2 separate regions of the Sus scrofa genome follow, and region 2 is linked to region 1. The links are chromatin contacts, called in public Hi-C maps. All regions are on one chromosome and are shown on one strand. Each heading gives the region's core, a stretch centred on a gene start, on an enhancer-like site or on the middle of the called end of the contact. The rest is flanking DNA. Distances are from core to core; before and after follow the strand shown.

Region 1 (3,374 bases), core at 146-2,645:
CTAACCCACCAGTCACAATGGGAACTCCTGCTCTTCCTCTTAATATTGAAAAGAACTGAAACAATTCAGTCTTTCACCACATTTCCCAGGCCAGCCAGCGAGGGCCAGGCGCAGGAAGAGGTACAGAGTTCTAGAAAACCAGGGCCCCAAAGCCAGTTCTGGCCGCTAAGCAAACCTTGCCTCCAGGAGTCCGAAAAGCTGGCCTGCGAGGGGAGGAGCCGGCCTGGGGTTTATCGCTCTGGCAGCTCCCGGTGATTCATTGAGTTTGACTTCTGGTTGTCATAGACTGAGACACGCAAACAAACTGCCCGGGAGGTACCCCTCCCCTCCCGGCGCCCTCCCTCCACCTTGCAACCCCCTCGCCCGTGACCAGCCGCCACCACCCCCGCCCCCTGGATTCCCGGCCCCCTCCCGGGTGCTCCCGGCTCACATGCCCAGCTGCCCGCCCCGCCACCGGCTGGCCCCAACTGCGCGCTGCTGGCGATCCCCCAGGCAACTCGGCGTCACGAGAACCAGCACCCCAGAGACCCGGCGCTCTGCCCTCCCTTCGCGTCCCCTGGGCCCCAGCCAGGCCCAGCAACCTCTCCCTTCTCGGTATGCCGCAGCCCCTCCGGGCCTCCGGCGCTAGCTAACTAGGCCCCGCTGGGCGCCCCCGGACAGCGCAGCCCACCTCCCGCGGAGCCTGCGGCCCCCGGGGAAGGCGGCCGGAAAATCTCTTGTTTACTGGGCGGGAGCGATCCCAGCTTGGATTCGCTTCCCCTTTTCGGCAGTTCCCCCTCTGCTGATCCTGGAGCCGGAGGGGAAAGGGTGGCAACTCGCTGATCCACCCGGGGATAGGTGGTGAGGGTGGGGCATGGGGAGGGGGTACCCGAACTCGTGGAAAAGTCCCCAGGCGGCGGGGGGATCAGGACTCGCTGTCAGGCCGATGTGTCCCAGAGCGCAGAGACCGCGGGAGCCGGTTTAAACGCTGTACCTCGGGGAACAGAATCGTGAAGGCTAATTAGGACAAGTCGGAACAGGGAACGGGGGCGCGGGGAGGAGAGCGCGCGCTAAGGTGTCGGGGCGATCGCAGGAAACTCAGGCGCCGGGCGGTCGGACCTAGGGCGACTTCTGCCCAGTGTCCTGAGTGATTCTGTGCCCGGCCCACGGCAGTGCTAGGGGCGCGCGCAGGGGCGATCCCACACAAACTTGGTGACCGAGTGCCGGGGAAGGATCGGACGTGCAAGAGGCGGACACTCTGTGTGTGTGTGTCCACGTGTGCAAAGTCGGGGAGGGGAGGGGGCACAGAAAGCGTGACACAAACAGACTTCGTGTCTGCGTGTGGGTCTCGCTCTAGCCCGGAGCAGCGAACTGTGGCCCGCGTGTGTCTCACGGGAGAGCCAGGACCAAGGTGACAAAGACTAGGAGTCCGCCACGGAGAGACGCACCAAGGTGGCCCCCGCGCGTGTCTGCGTGCGCGCACTGGGACGTGCGGAGAGGGAGAGCCCGCCCGCGAGGTGTGCTGGGCGGCACCCCAAACCGCTTTCCAGAGAGAAAGCCGAGTCCAGAAAGTGAGTGCGCGTGAGTGTGTGCGCGCGCCCGCGTGCGGGGGCGTGGCAGTAAACAGCAACAACCCACAAGCCAGCTTGGCCAGAAACTCCGATCTCCCTCCGAAGCCGGAAAGTGCGACTCGTCCGCAGCCCGGAGGTGAGTCGGGGGTGGGGTGGGGTGGCGTGGGAGGAGGGCTGGCCGGGCTTTGTTACTGTGTAAGCGGATCGCACGTACCTGGAGCGCTGCGGGCGCCCGATAAGCGCCTGAATGGAGGTGATGTCACGGTGATGCAGACGCCGGCCCACCCTCGCTGAGAGAAAGGAGCCGAGCTTGGGGAGAGGCCAGCGCGAGAGCAAGCGACGGAGCGAGGCCAGCTCAGCCCGGGTCCCGCGGAGAGGCAGGCCGTGCGCCCCGATCCCCTGCCGGGGCCCCGCCACTCCAGGTCCCGGCTGGGCCTGGCCCCGCGCCCTACCCGGAGTCCCTCCCACCCCTGCGTGCGCCCCGCCTGGAGTTGGCCCCAAACGCCGCGCCGGAGCTGGGCAGGCGGCGCGTCCCAGGTAAGGGCTGTTGCCTTCCCGCTCCGCCCTCGCCTTGGCCGCCCGGAAGAGTAGGGTCGGGTCGGACTGGTGGGGAGTGGGCGAAGGTAGAGGCCCCAGGGGTGGAGAACCCGGGGGCGGAGGACGCCGATCCTACTCCGCTCGGTCTCAGAAACTTTCCGAACACGAGCGGGCTGGGGACTAGGGGTGTGGGAAGCCCGGCGCTGCGGCTCCGCGTTGGCGGCGAGGGAGAGCTGCACCATCAGGGTCTCCAAGGACTGCCCTCCCCAGCCTCCGCGCCTCTCTGCGCGAGTCCACGGTCAATAGCGACCAGGGGGCTGGCGTCCTCTCTGCTGGCCGCTACCTTGGTTGAGGAGGGCAGGTTTCTGTGGTCAGAGGAAATGGGGGAGGCTGGCTCCCCTGCTCTCCGCCATCCAGACGCGCGTGGGAGTAGATCCCAGCACCGGGGCGGAGTAGGGAGGGGAGGGCTCAGAATTTGCCTTCGAGAAGTTCGCAGTTTCGGTCAAAGACCCTTTACTCTTGGCAGCGTGGCTTCCAGATGCCTTTCCTTTCCCCGCTCCTCCCCGCCCCCCGCGGAGTTTCCTGCCCTTCCCAGCCGCGGGGGTTGAATTGCTTCCCTCCACCCCTAGACCCCCTGCAGTTTTAAACCCAGCAAAACCCCTCCACGGTCTTGATCCTGAAGCAGGGGGACCAGAATATGTTGAAATTGGCTTTTGTGCTCCTGCCAGTTCTCTCTCTGCCTTTATTTGTGGCCGGGGGGTGGGGTGGGGTGGGGTGGAGTGGCAGGAGGGGAATGGTGCGCCTTCCCGAGAGGCTAAGATCGGGACCTTGGTTTGAAGACCCAAGAGTTTGAGAATGCTCAGGGAATTGGGGGCCAAATGCCCACCGTCGGTGTGAAGATCTAGGCTGGGATTCCAGGAAGCCCTCTAACTCCCCTCCCCACCCCAGAGGTAGCTCCTTACAGGCACCTCTCTTCTTATTGGTTGGTTTAAACACCAGAGCCCCGAGAGCAGAGTTGGTTAGATGACAGGACCTAACCTGGAGGGGGGAGAGAAAGAAGGAGATGGATGGGAGAAGGGGAGGAGGTGGGGAGGCTCTCAGTGGTGGGTCTGTCTGTCTTCACCGGCAGCTAAGTGTTGGCAGACGGGGGAGGAAGGAGCACGCTCTCTGGCCTCTTTGGGTGACCTTCAGTGCCTCTGAGAGGGGCCTTTAAGGGGTCATGGCATCCTTGAAGGTGACCACTGGCTGTGGGTCTGTATGATATTCTGGGGGGGATACAGACCGGGA
Region 2 (3,389 bases), core at 532-3,031, 170 kb before region 1:
CCCCGATGGGGCGCGTTCGGCGACTTCCAGTCTTGCCCACTCTTTCAGCATTCCAGCTTCCCAGGAGGAGGGGGGGCGTTGCCGCTCTGTTTCCTTTGTCCCAGCACATTGTTCAGAAACCAGCCCTGGCTCCTAGGATACAAACCCTGCAGGCGCTTCAGAAGGCATCCTTTCATGCCCTGCTTCTTAGCTCTGGTCTCTGCCTCCCAGTCATTTGGGACACAAAAAGTCCACGGTGGTGGCCAGGGCTGATTCCAGAGATTATGCGTGGTTGGTTTGAGGCCTGGGTATGTTTTTAAGCCCTGTTGAGGCCAGCTGGCCAGCCTGGATGAGCTGGTTCCCACCGCGGGTGGGGTGCGGGCGGGACTGCTGTTCACTTCAACCCCTTAACGAGTCCTGGGGAGGCCTCACGTTTCTGTTCTGCTTCTTTGCTTCACTGGCCACTTGTCTAAGTCAGCAGGCCCCTGGGGAAGCAGCTAAGATGGTCACTGGCTAGCTGGTCGCAGACTGGCCAAGCAGGTTTGTGTGTTCCAAGCTGCACCCTGTGGCTGCAGGTGGCCCTGAAGGTGAGCTTTTCCAGGCAGTCTCTGTCTTTACCTGTGGGGTGCAGGCCCCCCTCCCTCCGGGGTCAGGGCTGGCTCCTGCCACTTCCCTGCAGGCAGACCCCTCTCCTCCCTTCTGTAATGCGTTGGCATTTGATCTAATCTTCCTAGAGGAATGCCAAATCCTCATAACTTCCGGCTTGGTGTGTGGCCTGTGGCCCGTGGCCCATGGCCGGGCTCAGCAGCTGCAGCCTGTGCTGTTGAGAAGGAGGGGGGCACAGAGGGGAGCTTGTACATGGCACCAGGCAGTGCCTAGCCCCGAGGTCCCGGGGCTGCATGGTCATGCTGTTTATCAGTGCCCATTAAGGGCCCAGTGGAATCGCTTCAGGTCCATTTTGCTCAGCTACCAGCCCGACTGGTTCAAGACCAAAACCCTTCCCAGGGCCTGTGGGGCCAGGTGACCCAGGCTTACCTTGCCAGCGTCTTTCCTTTTTTTTTTTAATGTATTTATTTTAAAGTAAGGCTGGAGTTCCCTGGTGGCTTAGCAGTAAAGGATTTGGCGTCACTGCTGTGGCTCTGGTGAGATCCTTGGCCTGGGAACTTCTGCCTGCCGCAGGAGCAGCCAAAAATAAAGTAAGGCTAATTGAGATATAATTCAGTGAAACTCGCTCCTTTGGGTACACAGTTCTGCATAGTTGGACATTACAGCTGTGTAACCACCACAGCAATCCAGAGAAAATATTACCATCACCCCAAAGTTCCCTCTTGCACTGCAGCCCCTGGCAGCCAGCCCCTGATCTGTCTTTCTGTGTAGTTTCCCCGCCTCCTTGTCACTCCCCTCACCCCGGGGTTTGCACTTCCTGATTCCCCTTCTGCTCCTTGCAGACCTTGGTCTCCGATGTCACAGTGTACTGTCTGTACCCCCATGCTCAGAATCCATCCTCCCCCAGCCCTCAGCTATTAGCTCTTGGGCCATTCTTTAGGAAACATCCCCGCCCCCCAGACCTCGCCCCCCTTTACATACTGGGCCCTTGAAAGCACTTAAGGGGGGTTGTAGTTCATCACCGTATGGGATAAAAGCTGCCTCCCCTCCCCTATTAAACGTCAGACCCCACGCCGGCAGGGACGTGCATGTTTTGGTTATCGCTATACCCCTTAGAACAGAGATGTTCAAAATTTGCTGAAGACCCCTGTGAGAGGGACAGCGCCCTCCAGCGTCCTTGCCCCGCCGGGCGCCTGGGCTTTGGGCAGGCATGCGCAGATGGGACAGCCGCCGCGAGGCGCAGGGAACCTTGACCCGGACTGTGACCGCCCGGAAGAGAGGCCTCGGCCGCAGAACAGACTCCACCTCCCACACCTGGATCTCTGAGAGAAGAAGGGACGTCTGGCGTCTGTCCCCCTCTAGCAGCCAAGTATGTTTGCTGGCATTTCACCCGCAAGTTCCGCCTCCTCCAAGCCAGAAGTCCTGAAGTCTCTGGGGTTTCTTTTCTCACGGGCGTCTTCCGCCCGTGTCTCTATGCCCCCTCGCTACCACTTGCGACTGTTTGCAACCCAAGGCGGATCCCGTCAGGTCTCCTTAACTCCCCCACTCCCATCTCACCAACCTCAGGCGGCCCTTTATCCTCCCCTGGACCCTGTCCCAAACCTTAACCACCCCCTTCCCGCCCCCTCGCGTCCCGCCTTCCCGGCACGCTGTTTGGGTCGCAAGACCTCCGCCTCGGAGAGTGCGATCTGCCCCCAGGCTCCATCGGGCCCGGGCCTACACCCCCACCCGGTATCCCCGCCGCCGCCTGGTGCGCGGACCCTGCTCTGCTTTTCTCCAGAGCACCGCTAACTTAGCGCGGTTTCTGTCTTCACATGGGGACTGCTACCATCCACCCCTAAAATGAGGTCCTCTTCCCTCGAGAGATTCTGGCCGCTTGCGTTCACGGATAGAACAGAGTCCGGCACAGAGTAGGCGCTCAGGAAACTTGTGTTGACGGCTCTGGCGCCTCCCTGAGACCTCTCGCCCTTCCCCGCCTTTCCCCTCGAGACACCTCCCGGGTCTCTGCCCCAGGGGGCCCGCCCCGTGCCGCCGGCTAGGAAGAATCGGCTGCCTTTCTCAATCCCCATGGCTTTCCAGGCGACACCCATTAGTTGTTTGGGCAGATGGATTGGGCGCTCCCAGGGCAGGACCAAGTCTTTGAGTGCACCTGGTTTATAGAGTGGGACGCTCCATCACGGTTGAGACTGAATTTAGAACCAGTGACTCGGGGACTGAGCGTTGCTCCCTTCCGTCCCCAGTCTGTCAGTTCACTAGCCTCTAAAAGCGCTAGCAGCGGCCGGCCTCGCCTCCCTCGTGCCACCACTGCCCACCGTCCTCACAGACACTATGGTGCTTGATTTGAGAAGTAACCAGAAGCCCGGGGATCTGGAGACTGCTGTTAAGAGACAGATTCTGAGAGCTGTTTTCACTTCTCTTTCCACCTCTTTCGTCCGTGGGGCCGGGACAGATTCCAGACCAAAAGAAGGCTTCGGGTTCTTGGGCGCGACCCTTCGTAGCCCTAGGGTGAGCCCAGGGCGAGGGGCCGGATCCAGGAGGGGGCCCGGGCGGGCGCGCGCTTAGGGGGCGGGGCCCAGTCCGGGGCCGGGCGGGGCCTGGGGCAGGGGCGGGGCCTGGGGCGGGGCGGGCGCGCGTCCCGGGCCAGCAGGCGACGGCGGCGGCGGCGGCGGCCGCAGCGGGCGGGCGCACTCCGGCAGAGCCATGCCCGCGGCGCGCGTGGAGTACATCGCGCCCTGGTGGGTCGTGTGGCTGCACAGCGTCCCGCACCTGGGTCTGCGCCTGCAGCCGGTGGACAGCACCTTCAG

What was found. A called contact is a pair of places that touch in the nucleus more often than the background predicts.
Region 2: a Hi-C map of liver shows a contact between it and region 1, with 4 times the contacts expected there. The contact joins the promoter of TTYH2 here to the promoter of GPRC5C in region 1. A contact is called at or near these places in 3 of 47 Hi-C or Micro-C datasets (liver and skeletal muscle) and 1 of 2 datasets of contacts at active chromatin or transcription factors (alveolar macrophages).

What each region holds. Positions count from the first base shown.
Region 1 is chr12:6,713,300-6,716,673 of Sscrofa11.1, reverse strand. It overlaps GPRC5C (G-protein coupled receptor family C group 5 member C), which reads left to right and starts at 1,395. Exons shown (of 6, transcript XM_021068072.1): 1 at 1,395-1,686; 2 at 1,824-2,087. The coding sequence starts at 1,395.
Region 2 is chr12:6,879,954-6,883,342 of Sscrofa11.1, reverse strand. It overlaps TTYH2 (protein tweety homolog 2), which reads left to right and starts at 1,781. Exons shown (of 16, transcript XM_021066683.1): 1 at 1,781-1,954; 2 at 2,826-2,916; 3 at 3,035-3,090. The coding sequence starts at 1,796.